Linked DNA regions of Mus musculus: region 1 is linked to region 2. Evidence: chromatin contacts called from public promoter capture Hi-C data. All regions are on one chromosome and are shown on one strand. The core of a region is the stretch at or near the end of the contact, and the rest is flanking DNA. Distances in the headings are between cores, read along the strand shown.

The links. Capture Hi-C pulls out chosen DNA fragments and counts their contacts.
Region 1: a promoter capture Hi-C map of liver shows a contact between it and region 2. The contact joins the promoter of Scx here to the promoter of Eppk1 in region 2. A contact is called at or near these places in 1 of 115 datasets of contacts at active chromatin or transcription factors (pancreatic cancer cells) and 4 of 9 other capture datasets (adipose tissue, liver, macrophages and 1 more).

What each region holds. Positions count from the first base shown.
Region 1 is chr15:76,455,910-76,459,156 of GRCm38.p6, reverse strand. It overlaps Scx (scleraxis), which reads right to left and starts at 1,719. Exons shown (of 2, transcript NM_198885.3): 1 at 971-1,719; 2 at 1-75. The coding sequence starts at 1,555. The coding sequence ends at 37. Bop1 (block of proliferation 1) reads left to right here. Exons shown (of 16, transcript NM_013481.2): 4 at 3,131-3,247.
Region 2 is chr15:76,118,922-76,121,857 of GRCm38.p6, reverse strand. It overlaps Eppk1 (epiplakin 1), which reads left to right and starts at 1,663. Exons shown (of 3, transcript NM_144848.2): 1 at 1,663-2,749. BC024139 (cDNA sequence BC024139) reads left to right here. Exons shown (of 16, transcript NM_001142968.1): 10 at 110-252; 11 at 332-434; 12 at 695-988; 13 at 1,175-1,399; 14 at 1,520-1,604; 15 at 1,722-1,855; 16 at 2,029-2,341. The coding sequence ends at 2,112. It overlaps Gm52196 (a long non-coding RNA gene), which reads right to left. Exons shown (of 3, transcript XR_003951574.1): 3 at 2,710-2,936.

The DNA.
Region 1 (3,247 bases), core at 470-2,969, 340 kb before region 2:
GGCATCACCTCTTGGCTGCTGTGGACCCTCCTCCTTCTAACTTCGAATCGCCGTCTTTCTGTCACGGTCTTTGCTCTGCAGAGGGGATGGGGGTGTGTCAGGGTCTGAGTGGAGACTTAGTGTCACCCAGCACTGCCCGAACCTTCCTGGCTTCCTGTTGGGGGCACTGCCTGTGCTAGGGCACCCCATCCCGGGCTCCTGCCACCCCCACAGTGCATTTTGGGGAGGGGAGTATACTGCTGCAGAGCCGAAACTGTAAAATTAAATTTCCCAGATGTTCAGGCCCCAGGAGCTTGCGCGTGCTGTCTGGAGAGGAAATGGGGATTGGGGAAAGCCGTTGTATTTTTTCCCTGCTCACCCTGCTTTTCCGGTGCCACCAAGTGCGGCCAGAGCAGTAAATCATGGCTGGCCAGCATCTCTCAGTTCAGCCTTCTCCCCTAGCCCCTCTACTGCAGGTCTCAGTAGACCAGGGGAGAGGCAGCAGGTGCCCATAAGCCTTGGGGTGGAGGTGGGCTGCGGGGGCGGAGGGGTAGTGGCACATCAGCCTAGTGGGGGCATCCCTTTGACTGCCTCACTGTTTCACATTGTTCCCCTCTGGATGGAAGCGTATAGATATACTTCTTACTTCTTGAATTCACCTCCTTTCACTTCTCAACTTGATGGGAAACGAGCCTGAAAGTAAGGCCCCTCTGCCCTGCCAGGTTCCTGCTGCCTGCCCTCCCTCCCGGAACTTCTGGGTGGCCCATCTCAGCATTACTTCTTGATCCTGTATTTGCAGGTCCCTATGACCACTACCAATGGGAGTCTGTGTCCCAAGGTATGGCTCCTCTGTGCCCTTCCCTCCTTTGGGCACAGCTTTGTTGGCAGGTGTAGATGCTAGGGAATGCTGCCCCTGCCCTGCACCTCTCTGCCTGGCAGGTGTGGGCTGGTGAGTACATCGGGGCCCCTCGGTGCTCCCAGCCCTGCTCACCAACTTTCTCTGGTTGCTGAGGCAGAAGGTGCAGATCTGTTTGGGCTGGGTGTTCTCGCCGCCGTCTCTGGCCAGTGGTGGTGGCGGCGGCGGCGGTGGCAGTGGGCTGCCCGCACGACCGCTGTGGAAGAAAGCGGGTCCCGAGTGGCATGGTTGCCCGTCGCCACAGGCCTCACCCACCAGCAGCACATTGCCCAGGTGAGAAATGTAGCTGGAGGCCAGGCGCAGCGTCTCAATCTTGGAGAGCTTGCGGTCCGCTGGCTCGGTGGGGATGAGTGTGCGCAGCGCAGTGAAGGCCGTGTTCACGCTGTTGGTGCGGTCCCGCTCGCGCGCATTCGCTGTGTGCCGCTGCCGGGGCTCGCGGCCTGGCCGCCCCCCGGGTCCTGGCCCGCTACCCGCGGCCCTCCGTCCTCCTGCCCGCCGCCGGGCGCCCTGGAGGCCACAGCGCGCAGCATGCACACGGCAGGGTTTCTCGTCGGAGCCCGAGCTCTCGCTTCCGCGGTCCTCATCCTCCGACAGCGGGCTCACCTCAGGGTACAGGTAGCGACCCGGCGGCGGCGCTGAACGCAGCATGGCGAAGGACATGGGCCGGGCAGGGGGCGCGGCGTCAGCTCCACCGTGCGCTGCTCATGCCGCCTCTTTAGGTCCCCACAGGCCGCCGGGCCAGGGGTCTCCGCTGCGCCCCGCGGTGGCGGCTGCCGGGTGAGGCGGGCACATGTGTTCGGACTGGAGTGGGGCCGCCAGCCGAGCAGTGCCTTTATAGCAGTCAGCTCCTCCCCCGCGCCTGGCCTCCGCCTCCCTTTCTGGCCTGGAGGAGTTTACTCAGAGCTCGTGCGTGCACCTTTTCCCTTTTAATAGCCGTGCCTAGAGGGCCCCCGAGCATCTTTCTGGTTGGAGCGTTTCTGGGGTGCTACTAGTGCCCCAAGACAATGGTGCCCATCCCACCCATTCTACAGGGCAGAAGAGAATAAATCAAGAATCAAGAGGCTTTCTCTCCTGGCATGCCTAAGTTCACCCAGCTGCCCTGGCCCTGAGTGCCTGGCCACACCCTGTCTGACTCTCCTTCCATGTGCACTTGGGTCTTTTGTGCCAGGCCGTGTGTGTGTGTGTGTGTGTGTGTGTGTGTGTGTGTGTGTGTGTGTGTATGTGAGAGAGAGAGAGAGAGAGAGAGAGTGTGTGTGTGTGTGCACTCATGGGGGTGACTCCAGCAGTAGCAGTCTAGAAATGGGTGTGTGTGGTTGGCATGACTTGACTCCATGGCCTGTGCCTTGTGCCAGATCTTACCCCTTTGACCCATCCTGCTTGGGGGCCCCACCCCCATCCTTGCTGTATGCTTCATGGGGCTTCTCAAAGCCAGTGCACACGTGGATAAGAGCTAAGATCGGCACCTCTCCATCCCTCCAGTTCGGAAGTGGCCCTCAAGGTGGAGAGCGTACAGCAAGAGCATGGGGCATTTCTGGGCTGGTGTGGACAGGTGCAGTGGGACGAGGCCCAAGGGGTCTTGCTGAGGGGCTGCTGGCACTCATCTGTGCTAGTTATGTCTGGGCCCCTCCTCCCTGTGGCTACTGTTGCAGGAAGTGGCCGCCTGGGCAGCAGTCCCCAGGCTGGGAGGAGTGAGGGTGGTGGTGGCTGGCAGGGGCTGAAACCAGGAATGTGTGTCCAGGAATGTGGCTGCTCTGCCCACTGAAATGGGAGGGGGAGGATCAGTGGTGCTGGAAGGGGGTCCTTGACCACCTGCCGAGCAGAACAGGTTTGTCTCCCTGAGGTTGGGGTGGGGTCTTCCCATGGTTCCTGCCTTGTAAACTACCCACTTGTACCTAAGGCTTTTGCCAGGGGAGGGAGCCCATAGGCGATGAGGTCATCCCTGTCTGTGGCTGCCCAGAGCCTTGGCCAAGGAATCCAGTGAGGGGGGAGGCTAGGGTTGGCATCACTTCAGTGGAAAATGTGAAGGTAAAGCTCAGGCGCCTCCGAGGGCTTGGGGGAGGGGCATAGCACCCCTGCCGCGCCACGTCAGACATCGGGGCCAAGGCTAGGGCGGATTTTGGGTCACTTGGCTTCTGGGCACTTGAGGCTGATCTTGAGTGGCTCTTCTGCCCTTGGGTGGTTTGAAGAGGATCAAGCATGGCAGGGACAGGTGCTGACGTGGTGACTATGCTACAGGACATTCGGAACACTGTGGGCAATGTGCCCCTGGCATGGTACGATGAATTCCCACATGTGGGTTATGACCTGGATGGCAAACGTATCTACAAGCCCCTGCGGACACGAGATGAGCTC
Region 2 (2,936 bases), core at 414-2,913:
GAGTAAGGGAGAGGGCTCAAGATCTGAGACCCACGGAGGCAAAAAGACTTTGCCCTTCAACTTTTCCCGCTCTGAAAACCGATAGTACATCAGGCTACTCTGACGGCAGGAGTTCCTGTGGGAACAGCAAACCCTGGCAGTGTCATGGCTAGGAAGGAGAGGAGCTGCTGACTATGGGAGCACCTGCCACTTGGGCCTGCTGATGGACCTGCAGGGCTGCCGGGCTGCCATGTCTAGCCCCTCCTGCGAGAGGTGAGCCTGCTCACCAGCTGCTCCCACCCCACTCACACTGGCCCTCTACCCTGCTCATGGCTGTTCATCTCTTCTCCAGGATACACACCCTGGAAGGGGTGCTGCTGCTTGTGGGCCACCTTGTAGAGAAGTTGGTCTTGTGCCCCCATAGACTGAGCCAAGCGGAACCCTTGGGGATCAAGGTGGGACCAGTGGCCAGAGGCTCTGGCCTGTACTGTAACTGTGTAGCAATCCAGGGTTAGCCTATTGATACTGGACACATCTGTCCTTGAGCCACACCCTCTGTAAGACCATTTGGAGGTGCTGGAAGGCCTAAAGTGCTGGGCAGAACTTCTAAGAGGCTCTGGGGGATGAGGACGTTGGCTCAAGAGAGGTGGTGAAGTGGTGGGCAATTTTGGCATGGGGTCCTCCAAGTTCCCTAACATTTCCCCCTAATGCATAGGTGGTACAAGCCCACAGCTTGTTAGAGGAGATGCCTCCGGCCCTCACCCCAAAGTACTGGACTCGAGCCCCAAGGGAGATACTGGCTTTGATGAGTCTTGACCAGGAGCCGCCTGGGGATCTGGCGAGTAGAGCTAAGGCTTGCCTCCTGGGGAAGATTCCAAAAGAACTGAGCTGGAGGCCATGGTGGTCAGAGGTCATGGAGAACTGGAGTCTTAGGAAGCCAGAGCATAGCAAGAGGAGCGAGGACAAAAGGGACCAGTGGGAACGGCTGGAACAGGGCCACCAGGTACAGGTAAGGGCAGATAGATCCATAGATCTGGGCACATGAAAAGGACTTGGTCTTACCTCCCAGCAAGGAGCCAACATACACCAGGGTCTTGTAAAGACACTATCTGTATTGACTTGGTCATAAAATAAAGTGGTCTGGGGTGTGCTTTGTACCCGAAGCCACAGGCAGCATTGAAACATTTCCCAGTAGGATCCTGCAGATAGCTTCCTGTCAACTGAGGAGCAGGACAGCGTGGGACAAGGCTGGCCTAGCTATAACTGGGGGAGACGTGGGCCTCTCCACAAGGTCTCCATCACATTCAAGCCAGGGCTCTCCAGTGGCCAGAAACAGCCCAATAGCGTGGTCAGAGCAAGAAACCCAGAAGGGTCAAGTGCATCAGGGGCCAGAGGCAGGCCCAAGGTCCAGGGAGCCTTGGTAAGCAGGTGTGAGTGTGGGCCTGTAACGGTGGGGAGGACAGAGCCCCAGGAACTGCCCCAACCCCTGTATTGAAGGCTTGGTGTCATAACCCCACTCCCCCCACCTCTGGCTCCATAGGCAGCTCGAGGAGCCATGATGGTTCGTGTTGGAGGTGGTTGGGCAGCTTTGGATGAATTTCTGGTCAAAAATGACCCAGTCAGAGGTGAGAGCTGGGGTAGGACAGGACATGTAAGTCATCAGGGTGTGGTGGTGGTGGTGGTGGATGGGCAGGAGAGGTGTGCCATCTGCTTTGGCCTAGCGACATGGGATCTCTGAGCAGCAAAGGGGAGAACCAGCCAGAAGATCCACGAAAGGTTCCTGTGCTGGACTCCTAGTGTGCCAGCCCCTGAGGTCATCACCCTGAGGCTCTGGACCTCCAACCAAATGGGCACTAACAGACCCCTGTCTCTGAAGGTGAGAGCTGGGATGGGCTTCAGAGCTAGGTCCTCCTGATGCTAGGTCCTCCTGATGCTAGGTTCTCCTGATGCTGGGTCCTTCAGATGGACTGAGGAACTTATTTGAGCCCCAGGGGGGTGGGAAATGTCAGGGAGCTGAATGGTGAGATGAAGCCTGGCCACCCCTTGCAGACAGGGCTGCCAATTGTCAAAGACCGCAGAGACTCCAGCTCCTACAAGGTCAAAACCTCAGAGCAGTCCACTGAGGAGCTGTGAAGACTCCAAGATCCAGAAGATAGGGACAGGAAACCGTGGCAGAGCATGCTCAGGGACTGAGCAGGAGCTTGGAGCACACAGAGTGGGGTTGGGTCTCTCACCAGGCTGGCCTCGAACTCAGAAATCTGCCTGCCTCTGCCTCCCAGGTGCTGGGATTAAAGGCGTGCACCGCCACTGTCCCGGCATGTCTCTCACTCTCAGCAATAAAGAGGAGTTTGGGGAACTGAAACTCTCTTTGGTGGGTCTTCATTTCCCTTGCAAACTTCATTCAAAAGCCACAGAGCCCATGTTGCTCTCCACTCCCAACCCAGAGCAGGCCCGCATTCTTTTTCAATGACTTGTAGTAGGGAGGGAGGGAGGGAGGGAGGAAAGGAGGGACTTTGCAACTCAACAGCCTCTCCCAGCTTGAGTTGCTCAGAGGTAGCCCTGCCCCATGCTTTAGTTTGTGTTCACCTGCCCACTCCACCTGTCCTGTGGGGTGCCCAACCTGGCTTTCAGCCCCGCCTACCGCCCTCAATGGGGAAGGGACTTGGGTCAACATAGGGAGGGGCCATGCCGATTTAAATGCTTGTGGCGCGGGGCTCCCGGCGTGGAGGGAGCGGAGAGACAGAGGACCGCGCCAGCCTTGTCACGACAGGTGAGGAAATGAGGGCAGTTTGGAGAACCGAAACTGAAAAGCTGTGGGAACCAGAGGCCAGCGGCCCCAGGCGGACTTAGTGAGGGGCTGCGGGACCGTTCTGGGCCCCATTTACCTGGGTCATCTGAGCTCAGATGGGAGGTGGGAGGCCCCTGAGTCTTGGGATCGTTCGGGAAACTGAGGACCC